2 separate regions of the Danio rerio genome follow, and region 1 is linked to region 2. Evidence: chromatin contacts called from public HiCAR-type data. All regions are on one chromosome and are shown on one strand. The core of a region is the stretch at or near the end of the contact, and the rest is flanking DNA. Distances in the headings are between cores, read along the strand shown. Region 1 overlaps musk (muscle, skeletal, receptor tyrosine kinase). Region 2 has its middle 150 kb from the start of lpar1.

Region 1 (6,274 bases), core at 522-3,021, 240 kb before region 2:
AATGAAGATGTGCGAAACACAGACAAGTGCAAGAAAACCCATCCAGAGTTTGACGAAATTGATTCGTGACACATTCAATAACCCAGGTTCTGGAAAAATTCCCTTACAGATATCGTAAACAATATAGTGTAATTATGCTCACACATGCCTTAAGAATAAAACCAGAAAAAAAAAGCTTACTGAAGTAATTTGAGGTTGCCATGCTTCTGACGCCATGTCATCAGATTCAACACTCTTATTGGTTCTTGTTTTGACGCTTGTTGAAGCTGAAGTGACACTGCAGGAATATGTCTGACATTGTCTGACAGTGAGAGAACTTTATTGGAGGGAACATTTGATCACAACGGCCATTCAATTATTTTTAGTGAACATCTCAAACCAACGATCAAAGAATATAGAGTTTAGCTTAGGATAACAGGAGTCTTAAGTCTGCTCACACCAGACGCGCACATGCATAAATAGATACATGAACATTTTGAGTTTTCTTGCTTCTTACACACATCAAATTTTGCTTCATTCGTGCATCAAATTCACTTCACAACAGACAAGGATTCACATCATGGGCAGGGCTTCTGCTTCATTGCTAAATGGCTAATGTGGATTTTATTGAGAGAATAGCTGTGTTAATGTGCTTTTGGAAGCCTAAAAAACTGTGTATATTGGTTCGCGGTTGTGTCTCAGTCCACTAGATCCTTTCAGAGGTATACCCAGCTCTTTGAGTTCAGAGCTGAATTTGTGCCACAGGATGTCTATTCACACTTTTGCATTTACTTCAGTTCCAACCTTATGTAAACATTCATGAACCAGCTAATTGGGGTGTTCAGAATCACCTGAGAGGATAACGTGTTTAAGGAGGACTGGACATTAATTAATTAAGAATATAGCCCTACAGGAGCAGAGTTGACAATGGTCTATAGGAGATCTTTAATTTTGCTCCCAAACCCATGCTTGTAAAGCCCAAGTAATTCTGGAGATCTTAGTTGTCTTCTTTCTGCAAGAAAGGGGCTCTCTAGATGCTCCACCAAGAGTAGAACACCCTACATGAGGACAAAAATTGTACTTGTGGTTGCTTTGAAAGTTACATTACAGTTTTAACTAAATACCTCAAAACTAAACAGTTGTTCTTCCATATTCAGTAGGGTGCTGGAGACACCTACATTGACCACCCTCCCCTCAGAGCTCTTGTTGGACAGACTTCATCCCAACCCCATGTACCAGCGACTGCCTCTACTGCTTAACTCCAAGCTCCTCAGTCTCGAATATCCACGCAACAACATTGAATATGTCCGTGATATTGGAGAGGGGGCCTTTGGGAGGGTGTTTCAGGCGAGGTGAGAGCTACAAATATTACAAGCAAATGGTGCTAATTTCTGTCCTGATTTGGCACTGTCAATATTTATACAGACACTTCATTGCATGTCTTTTTTAGCATGGATTCATCAAAGTGAATTTTTACAAATAATTATTGAATTCTGTCCAGTTTTGTGAGTAATGATTAAACTTTTAGAAACTTTTTACTAACTCACCAACTAGATTTGAGACAACCTGATCCCAACCTGATGCAAAGGGCTGACATATATAGACCAGACGGCAACATACTGTAATTATGATATCAGGTACATAGTGACCCCAGGGAAATTCATCAGTGGGTAAAAGCTATACTCCATATGGCTGTATCCTGAAATAGGATCTTGGATAGGTCTAGTAAACATGTGATGTGTTTCAATATGAAACTTCCCTGTAGACTCTATCGTGTGAGCAAAGCACTGCAGCAGAGGTTATTTATAGACGCCCATTAGAAAAGTGTTTACTTCTCCAGGAACACACAGGAGCCTTTAGCACAGGAAGTGCAATCTTAATGGAATTCTAAGTTGGTTCTTGAATTTCTGCCATTGTGGTTCTGTTTCCACAGCTTGGCATCACTATTTAAAATATTTTAAAAGGCTTTAAGACAATTTGTTACAATGTGTTTAGGGATGTCTGGTTTGAGATCACTAAAGGTGGCCTACTACTGCACGAAGCAAAGTGTTTACCATTACAGTGAATATTGTATATACTGACAACCCAGTTTTGCAGGCTTGTGTGTTCTTGAGTACTTTGGCTCAGACTATTCTGCCTACTACATTATTATAGACGTTTCTCAAATTATTGGAGTTACAAGTTTGCATTGTACATATATTTTAAGGAAGATCAGCAAATATGAACTAAAACTGTTTTACTCTAATTCAAGTAAGCTGTTGCTACTAGTTCCTAATATGCTTGCTTTCCTTTAGAGCCCCAGGTCTTTTGCCAACGGAGCCCTTCACCATGGTGGCAGTAAAGATGTTGAAAGAGGAAGCTTCAACTGATATGCAGAATGACTTTCAACGAGAAGCTGCACTCATGTCTGAGTTTGATCACCCCAACATTGTCCGTCTCCTGGGTAATGTATCACAACTGCTTGCTTTCAAAGAAAGCAAAAATCTGCTTGAGGACTTTCCTAAAATGAACCACATCTGCTTCATATTACATGTATGTCCTTTCCTCAAGGGTACCGCAATCAAAAAGAAAAGCCTTAAAATAGCTTGACTCATCCATTTCAGTGTTGACCCAATGTGTAACCCCGCATCAGTCCCCTCTCTGGTATTCCGGAACCAGACTCAATGCCTCATTAAGTGTTAGAATAACAGAAGTGTATTTTTGGTTTGGTATCGACAGTGTGACTAAGCCAGTTGTTTGTGTATCTGTCATGCAGGTGTCTGTGCAGTGGGGAAGCCCATGTGTCTCATGTTTGAATACATGGCATATGGGGACTTGAATGAATTCCTGCGACGGCGCTGTGCAACCCAGCAGCCCAGTCTAAGTCGGGATACCTTGACTTCCAGCAGTCTCGTGTCAGAACCTGAGCGTTACCCACCCCTCAGCTGCCAGGAGCAGCTCTCCATTTCCAAACAGGTGGCAGCAGGAATGGCGTACTTATCGGAGCGCAAATTTGTCCACCGTGACCTTGCTACTAGAAACTGTTTGGTAGCAGAAAACTTGGTTGTGAAAATTGCAGATTTTGGTCTCTCACGCAATATCTATGCAGCTGATTACTACAAAGCCAGTGAAAATGATGCCATCCCGATTCGCTGGATGCCACCAGAATCTATCTTTTACAATCGTTACACCAGCGAGTCAGATGTTTGGGCTTATGGTGTGGTATTATGGGAAATCTTCTCATATGGCATGCAGCCTTACTACGGCATGGCCCATGAAGAAGTCATCTACTACGTAAGGGATGGAAATGTTCTTTCCTGCCCAGAAAACTGTCCACAGGAGCTGTATAACCTCATGCGTTTGTGTTGGAGCGGTCACCCCACTGACCGGCCTAGTTTTGCCAGCATTCACCGCATCCTGGAAAGAATGCATGACCAGATGCTCAAATCTGGTCTTTCTTGAGGATCTCTAAAATGCAGCTCCAATCATTAAGGAACTCATTACAATCCAAAGTAGCCCAGAGAGGTCATGAAGAAGCATAAAACACTTTATTGTATGCTCAAGAGGGCAAGCCGGAGGACCTTTTAGGGTCCCACAAATACCCAAGGACCCAAAAGAACATTGGGGAATGGGAAAAAAGCCTTAAACGATTGAAAAGGCTCACATACCTTGATCCCTCAAACTCTTTGAAGCTCAATAGTTTTTTTCTTTTTTTATGGCACAGATGTATGGTGGAGCTCAAATGAGAGCTACAGTAGTGAAGGCTTGAGGTTCATATCTTGAGAATTTCTGTAATCACCGGGTAATAATATACCACTTCAGTCTAAAATGAAATCTCTGCAAGCAGAGACATATAGTATAGTATTTTTTGCTTTTGTCTTCCCTTTGGATATATTTTAAGTAGTGAAAGTACTATTCATCTAGATATAGTTTTGTAAAATTCTTAAAAAGACATTCATTCAAGAACATGTTTCAGTGCTTTAACGTATAGACTGTTCTCAGCATTTCATTAAAAAAAAAAAAAAGTAGAATAGTATATTCCAAAGTGGCACATCATCACTTTATTTTATGCTTTGTTTTTTGTTTCACATTGATATTCCAAGATAAGATCTTTGTTTGTTTTGTTTTATTTGTTAGTAGTAAGTAAAACAGTGTAGTATGTAAATATGTAGCATACTTTATTTGTAAAATGATTTCATGAGTTAACCAAAATGTATTATGATATTGTCAAAGAAATGAAAACAAACAGACTGACTGACTATAATGGTTCAATCAGTTTTATTTTGACAAAATCCTATATAAAGATTTGTGGAATTTATATAGTTTATTACTAGTTTTCAGGTTATTTAGAAAATAAGGTCAATGTCTCTGAGATAACTCAAATAGAAGTAAGATCTCAAGTACTAACCAAAAGTTCTATATATTAAAGTGGGTATATAACAGTACACATTATAACAAATTCTACAACAACTTGACTTCACTTCAGTTCAGCCAGTCCAAACTTTAGGCAGATATTTTGACACTATATCAGAAACAAAAATACTTAGAACATGTGCTATTGCACATGCATAGCATGACTTTTATAGTTATAATAATGTTATCATTATATTATTTCATAATGTTAGCAATCTATTTTAATACTGTGGTTACATTAGATGTATGAATAGATGTTGGATATGAATTTTGTTTGAAATAAAACAATTTCTTTTGTCTTGAATACATATTCATAAATAAATACACAGCTCTACCATTTAAAAAGCAACACTGTGCTATATAGTCACAGTAACTGAGTTAACTGCAATAATATTATTGAGATTTAAAAGCAATCAATAGTCTACAGCAGTTGTTCCCACGTGGTCAGGACCCCCTGGAAGCGTCGCGGAACAATGACAAGGGGTCGCTTGGTCATTTCCATAACTCAAATAACTTTTATTAAACTATTAGAATTACCATATTTTATTTATAACCCACTGAAGAAAGTTAAATTACATTTCTTTGTGGAGTTTGCATGTACTCCAAAAGTCCAAAGATGTGTGGTATAGGTGATTTAGGTATGCTAAAATTGACCAGTGTGTGTGTGTGTGTGTGTGTGTGTGTGTGTGTGTGTGTGTGTGTGTGTGTGTGTGTGTGTGTGTGTGTGTGTGTGTGTGTGTGTGAATAAAGATGTATAGATGTTTCCCAGTAATGGGTTGCAGCTGGAAGGGCATCCACTGCGCAAAACTTACGCTGGATAAGTTGGCGGTTCATTCCGCTGTGGTGACCCCAGATAAATAAAGGGACTAAGATGGACAGAAAATGATTAAATGAATGAATGAATGAATGAAAAAAAATGGTTATTAGATTGTTGCAGTTTTGTGTTGTTAATATGCTCATGTTTATAAGTATGCCTATTGTTGTGTGCAACTTTTGGAGATTTATAACCACCTTCTAGAAAAAAAAAAGGGGGTGAGTCACTGACACTGTTATTTTTGGGGTTGCGGGCTGAAAGGTTTGGGAACCCCTGGTCTATGGGACTTTTGTGTTTCCAAATAAATATTGAGTTTTATATCATGTAACAGACAGGGGGCAGTGTTACATCACAAGTACTAAAACGACCTCGTGATTTATAGCAATACCTTTTCTCTGCGTTAGGGCCAGTTTCTTGCTCAAAGCATTCAAAACAGGAACTTACTGAGACAGTATTAAATCACGCTGGCATTTAATGAAGAACAAAGATGAAGGATTTACTTTCAACGTGTGTGGGACAGTTCTTTTTTATTCCGGCTTTTCATTTATCATCTAAGAATGTCCGATCCTATCTGATAATCCTAGAAATACATCGTCTTTGCCATGAGTTTTCACTGTTATAGAAACCTCAAGAAGTAAAGAAAGGCAAAACCACAGACGTCCAAGTAGCAGGCCAGGAAAAACAAGTGACGAACGGATTCACGAGCCATGGCTCCTGCCAGCACGTTTGGAAGACGGAGAAAAAAAAAATGCATTTGGGCCTTTGGGCATTTTTTTTTTCTCCGTCTTCCAAACGTGCTGGCAGGAGCCATGGCTCGTGAATCCGTTCGTATATATATATACATATATAATATTGAACATTATAAGGTTAAACAGAACCTATATTGATAATAAATATAATTAATAAAAACTTCTCTGGGATTACAATTAAAGAATGTTTTAGATTTTAGAAATGGTTAATTCCCATGAATACATAAAGGCCAGCATAAAGAATTAATATTATACAAAATGTATGAGTTGATAACATAGGTCAGATAATTTCCCCTTTGTATTTTAAGTAGTATGTCCAGATTTGTAGTATTTTTGGTAA
Region 2 (6,724 bases), core at 457-2,956:
TGAATTTCAAAACTTCTTAGACAAGGTTAACAGTGTGACCAAAATTAAACTCGTGGTATTGCTTAGCTTTTAAAATGTCGAAAATCTGAAAGAAATTGGCCACTGTGGGGCGATATTGCATTTTACATATTTGTAACTGTATTACACAAGGCAACACAATGACTCAGTGGTTAGCATGGCAAGAAGGTCATAGTTTTGAGAATCAGCTGATACTGTTTGGAGATTGCATGTTCTCCCTGTGTATGGGTGTCTCCCATTACTGAGTTGCACCTAGAAGGGCATCCGCTGTGTAAAACATATACTGCATAAGTTGACGGTTGATTCTGCTGTGGTGAGCCCTGATGAAAAAAGGGACTAAGCCAAAGGTGAATGAATGAATGTATTGCACAACATTTCGCACAGACACACAATATGTATCATATTAAAAGATGTCAGGCCTCTTCAATCTGAACGTTGACTTAAAAATAATGTTGCCCACCAAATATTATGATATATTTTCCAAAACAATCTCCTTGCGCAAACTAGTCCAAGGTTTTTCACTCAGCTTTGAAAAAAATCACTGCAGTGCTTTAGCTATACTTGTTAAAAAGGTGGAGAAGGCTGTTTTTATTATTATTTTTTTGTTTGTTTTCTGGCGACTAGCTTGAAATTGACTTTTTTAAAGTACTTTTACACTAGTAACAGATTTATTTAAGGATAAATACTAAGCTTACAGGCCATAGACCACCTAAACTAGATAATTGCTACTACAGACATTTATTTTAAATGTTATTTGCTCAAAAATGCTGTTTATTTTATTATAAGTATTATTAAATAGTGTAAAAAGCTAATATGGAAAGCTGAAGTCCAGTGTCACATGACTCTTTAAATAATTCTAATATGATGACAAATTGTCCAAAGTGTAAGTGTGTGAATGAGTGTGTACGATGTTTCCCAATGATGGTTTGCAGCTGGAAGGGCATCCGCTGTGTAAAACCTATACTGGATAAGATGGCGGTTCATTCCGCTGTGGCGACACCAGATTAATGAACGGAATAAGCTGAAAAGAAAATGAATGATTCGCTGTTCTACAATGATCAGTAGTTATTGGTGCTCAGTCATTCTTATAATTATCAGTGTTGCAGAAAGGCAGCTTGGGAGTTTCCTGGACAGCTGTTTTTATACTGTACCTTGATTTTAGTTACCCGACCAGCCCAAAAGCTCTCAGCTGCTTGTAAAATTGGAGATAGAGGAGAGTACTTTTTTTCCCAGGTTACTCCAATAAATAAAAAACAACACAATATTGAAACAACACATGTATTGCACATAAAGGTTTTGTGAGATCTTATGGACACAACCATTCAGAGGTTTTGGATTAGTAAGACTTTTTAAATGTTTAGGAAGCCAACTGGGCTCGCAAATACTCCATTCATTAAATCAAAAATACAGATCTACAACATAATCAGTATCTTTACTCCAGTCTACATTATCAATTGATCTTTAAAACATATTAACACGCTGATAGCTTCTGCACCTTTATTTCCGAAAGCGGGACAAGAGGTGCCTCAGTCAGTGTGTGTGTAGTTTTATATTGTAGAAGCACATGCTGTTCTAGTGATTAATGCATTTGTATTTTTATTTTTTTTCACCAGGTTTTGTGTAATAATCCTCCTGTGCAGCTAGGATCGACTCGAGATGCCACACTTGCTGCTTTTGTGCTCCATCTAGTGGACCAAACAGGCGAGGCACAACTGTGATTCGTGCATTAACTGTATTCACTGCACATTAGTTCGTTGCATAAAAAGTTTAACCAAACATAACAATGCATGTAGGTTAAGGACAAGAAGTTGAATTTATTAATCCATAACGTTATATATGTATGTGCCATTCTACAGACACATTTTCTCCACCCTGCTTTCCTTTTCAGAATGGTTGGTATGGCAATATATCTAAAAATCAATTGCCTTTATGAATACACATTAATGACAGATTAATGATTTTTTTTTTACTATATATTATTGTGGATTAAATTAAAAACGCATACCATTTTTGTCACTGGTGTTTAAAAAAAAAGTATTAGGCCAATACTTTTTTTTTATTTTGGTAATAGGCTATATATATATATATATATATATATATATATATATATATATATATATATATATATATATATATATATATATATATATATAATTTATTTATTTATTAGCACATGTAATCAGGTTTACAAAAAAATGTTGATAAAGCAACACATAATGTTGGAGTATACATTTTATTTGTTTTAATCAGGTTTGTTAAAAGTGTTAATTATGTTCATTTCCACAACCATGTTTGCACATTTTTGTGGACATTTGTGATGAAGAAAAGCACATTAACACTAATGACACAAATAAATTATTAGCCATGAAATCATTAACCATAAAAAAGTAACTCCAGTTACAATTTTCATTAAAAAAAAATATTTTTTTTTTATGAAATGTCAGCTGCACAATATAAAAATGATTGTCATGGTGACTCTGTATACTCACTAAACTAAGTAGATTAAATTATATACTATTTACAATTCCAGTGACGCCAAATAAAAGCTTGATATTTGAAATCATGTAGGTAAATACACTTAACAAAACAAAATAATTGCAAAACATGTGTTTTTGTTCTAATTTGAACTCTGAATTTAAAGATCTAAACCCTTTTCTACGTGGACAAAAGGCCTATTTTAAGCTTTATATGTCTGTTAAGTCTATAGGGAAAGAAAAAAAGAGAGATATTTTTGTAGAAAAACCCAAAGAAAATGATTAGCTTATACTGGCTGTAAGTTAATGACAATAATGTTGTATACAATGTTCAGTTTCTTGCATCAAATATTTATTTATTTTTTCTTATTTTAGTGTCGCTGCTAACTTGCATTTTATGAATGACCAAGGACCACAATTTTACCTACAAAGCTCATTTATTATTTTGCTGAAGAAAATTAAAATAATAATAACAACAACAATAATAAATAATAATAATAATAATACAAATAACCAGCATGGCATTGAATGGCATGGTAATGTGTGAATTAACAGCAGCACGTTCATTTGTGACTGAACTATTTTATTTTCATTACCATTACAGTGTAAAAATAAATAAATAAATACAAAATAAATAAATAAATATATATATATATATATATATATATATATATATATATATATATATATATATATATATATATATATATATATATATATATACAGAACTTGTATACAGAACTGTACTATATTGTACAGAACTACAGTACAACATACAAAAGAGAGAGACAATAATACAGGTAAGTGACTTTCTAATGATTTGATCAGCTGTAGTTCTTCTAAGGGCTTATTATGTGGAATGCTAAAATGCTATGTGGAAACTTCCACTTTGGGGAAATGTTTGGAAAACGTCACAATAGTTGAACCTTTCCTTGCCCCCAATGAGAGGTTATGCCAAGCCAAGAGAGTGAGTGCAACTGCTTCACTGGAAGCATGGTCTACCAACATGTTCCCTGGCCCTTACTTATCACACTTCAACAGAAGTTTTACAGATTTAAATATATTGTTTGGGATTTGTAATGCATCTAGTTACTTTCTAGGAATTTTAATACCACAGTATTAATACCACAGTATATATATTCTGTATATTTTTGCTCCTTAAGACACCCATGTTGGCATTTTCTACATTAAAATGTTAATATATTTTATTTTTAAACTAATATTACTCCATTGTACAATATACTTTTTTACAAACATTCAAATGTTGTATTTCAGAGCACAACAAAAGCAGTGTATTGCTGAAGTAGGCTTCTTCTACATTCAGACACATTCATATGTTTGAACTGCATAACAATTAGGGATGCAACAATTTAAGATTTTGGTTGTACTATTATATAGTCTGAAGAATAATTATGGTTTCACTGTTATCACGTTCAATGTAAATTTAAGCTTTATATTAGGTAAGTAGCTTTTTAGATCAACTGTTGTTGCCATCTGCATTCATGCATACATAATCATTTAATGATAATTTGTCTAACATATCTTTTGTTTACATTGCACTGAAAGACACGCCCAACTCTCACCATGAGATGTTTTCTACTGCGTGCGCCCAGAAAGACGCAAGCGCGTCGCTCCGCTTGTGCGCGCATATTGTCATATATTCTTACATTAGAAATAACAAACTTGCAAGCGGAAAAAACGTGATATGGGAACGGCCGCTGCTATAGTTAATCCTGTGTGTGTGCGTATTAGCCTCGGTGTACTTTAAACTTAAAACTAGCGCACAGGCAACTTGGCATTTTGCAGCAGTTTCGTTTCATTTCGTGCAACAGAATTGTGGCGTAGAGAAGACTACGATTAATAAACTGTGATGAATTAAAGTGCAGTTAATAGTAAAATCGGCTAATCATTGCATCTCTATTAACGATATCAGTACATTGTACAAATAGCCTTTTCTACAATCATGTTTTCAGCTGCCCGCACCACTCACTAGCGATGACTCACGCTTTGTGCAGCCTGAACTTCAGCTCGTGCTGTTATTGAACAGAGACGTATGTCACTTCAAAACTATAGCGACCGTTTGTGGACTGAACTAAATTTATTTTTGATGTCTTGGTCACACTGTTTGGAGGGCCGGAACAAAGTGCCTCTGGGGCCAGATTTGGCCCGCGGGCCGCCAATTGAATAGCCCTGATCTAAAGCTTTGAGAACGGTCCGTATACAAGACATACAGCGTGTACACCGCATACAGCATACAGCAATTAAGAGGCTGGGTCTGCCTCCTCCATAGGCAGCGCATTCAGGTTCACTACGTGTAAAATGAACTCTATAGGACCCTAGGGAACCTAGGTGGGCCAGGGTCTCAGGAAAAACTTAAGACTGGGTTGGCTCAAAACGCTGGCACATTTCGCAGTCCGAAAATGCCTCCACATACTTGCCCATTTTACCGATGCCAACGTGACCAGCAGAGCTGTCTACTAGACAGAATCTTAAAGATACTGAGTCGAGTGATCGAGCAGACCTCTCCTCAGAGAGATCTCCAAGTGGGTATGAGAGGGGAACAGAATAGAATTAATATCCAACTCTAGCTCCTCTAGGATCTGGATGAAGAGGAAATACATTCCCACCGTGTCAGCATCGCCGTGTCCTCAGAGTGGGAAAGATCATAACGCCAACCCCTCAGTGTGGAGGGGACAGTCTTAGTTCCAGCCAACTGAAGGAGGATAACATCACACTGATCTGGAATGTTCGCCATCTAAGATTTAGGATTGGTTGTAACCCACAGCTCATTTGGGTATGATGAAGTACGGGCTGGAAAACCCGCTCTCCATCTCTGCTAGAGGGTCTGGCTAACTTGCATCCTTCACCAGAAGAACAGCAATCTTCTCTCACAAGACAGGGGTGAGCACAGGGCTGACCCTGGTCAGTTACACACCTGGACTTCACGAATTGAATCGTGTAGCTGAGTCTGATTGTGCTTATTAGCCACCTTGAAGGGCTGGAACACGCTAACCAGGCAGGCAGAGAACTCCTATTTGCTTCATTGCTACAATCGCTGACATACCAGCAGTGGGGCAGCTTGGAGTGGGAGGGCTGATCCGGGGATCGCTGGGGTCTCACGGAAGAGCAGTAGGCGAGAGAGTCACTCTCACCTCGCATCTAGGCTCCAGAGGAGGGGCAGGAAGTGTGAGAGAAGTGAAACCGTCCTCCCACACCTTGCAAGCCACTGGCGAAGAGCACCAATCCTGCGAGCTGGAAGGCATAGCATCCCAGACTGGCAGTGTTCTGGGTGTCACAGGCAGGGAAAGATCACCGTTGGATGAAGAGCCCGGCCCCCACTTGAAAAAGAGCAAGTTCCCTCTTCTCCAAATGACCCACCTCAGGAGCGCTTAGCAGTCCGTTTACCAGACTTAACTGTGCCCTGGGACGATAAATGCTAGTTGCCTGCGAGGTGAAAAATAAATTATCAACTTCACAAATATTTTTTCTCCAGGTTTAGCCTCAGGTAGTGTTTCAGGACTACTACTGTGGCCATCGTCCTTCCCAGGTCACACGCAGCAGACTTGTGGACTGTACAGCTCAGTCAGTTGCAGTGTAGGGCTCATAACAAGCCTGAGTTGGAACCACCCATGTGCAGCTGGGCCAGTGCATGCGCATGGTAGCGCTGGTAGGTGGCCCTAGCGTGCAGGGTGAAAGCAACCTGGCCCATGACTGTGTAGGCTCAGATAACCAACATGCCTTGGATGGGCGATGAGGCTGACTCCACCAGGAAGAGGCACCACCCGGGCCTGCAATCCGGTGCGGTTGCAGGATGGGTGATAAACCATTTCCAGGCCCATGGCCAAAGCAGACCTTGAAAGCACGGTTACCATGTCTGCTTCTGCTTCCAAATTGATTGTAAGTAGTGCCAGCTGTGCATGCTCATGCTGCCAACTCATTGATTATTTGATTCTGACGAAATCCCCATAGTGGAAGTTTGCATGTAGCATTGAAGTTTCCCTCCCAAAGGGAAACCTGACAGAACTGGTGTATATATATATATATATATATATATATATATATATATATATATATATATATATATATATATATATATATATATATATATATATATATATATATATATGCCTAATAATATAAGCATAACCCTTTAACTAACATTTAATTTCTTTGCTCATCACAAAATGCCACAGTTGCTTTGATTTCTCAATAAAAATGTCATAGTAATAATT

What was found. HiCAR-type assays count read pairs that join an accessible place to other places.
Region 1: a contact with region 2 is called in a HiCAR-type map of caudal fin, with 16 times the contacts expected there. The contact joins two enhancer-like sites. A contact is called at or near these places in 6 of 18 Hi-C or Micro-C datasets (caudal fin, embryo, fibroblasts and 2 more) and 1 of 4 datasets of contacts at active chromatin or transcription factors (caudal fin).

The regions. Positions count from the first base shown.
Region 1 is chr10:15,281,323-15,287,596 of GRCz12tu, reverse strand. It overlaps musk (muscle, skeletal, receptor tyrosine kinase), which reads left to right. Exons shown (of 17, transcript NM_001004503.2): 15 at 1,137-1,331; 16 at 2,274-2,422; 17 at 2,735-4,674. The coding sequence ends at 3,420. Among named protein-coding and RNA genes, the nearest start is that of lpar1, 82 kb to the right of the region's middle. Within about 2 kb of position 1,771, at least 8 of the 62 cell types and tissues checked have an H3K27ac peak or open chromatin away from gene starts, as enhancers often do.
Region 2 is chr10:15,044,618-15,051,341 of GRCz12tu, reverse strand. No RefSeq gene overlaps it. Among named protein-coding and RNA genes, the nearest start is that of lpar1, 150 kb to the left of the region's middle. Within about 2 kb of position 1,706, at least 4 of the 62 cell types and tissues checked have an H3K27ac peak or open chromatin away from gene starts, as enhancers often do.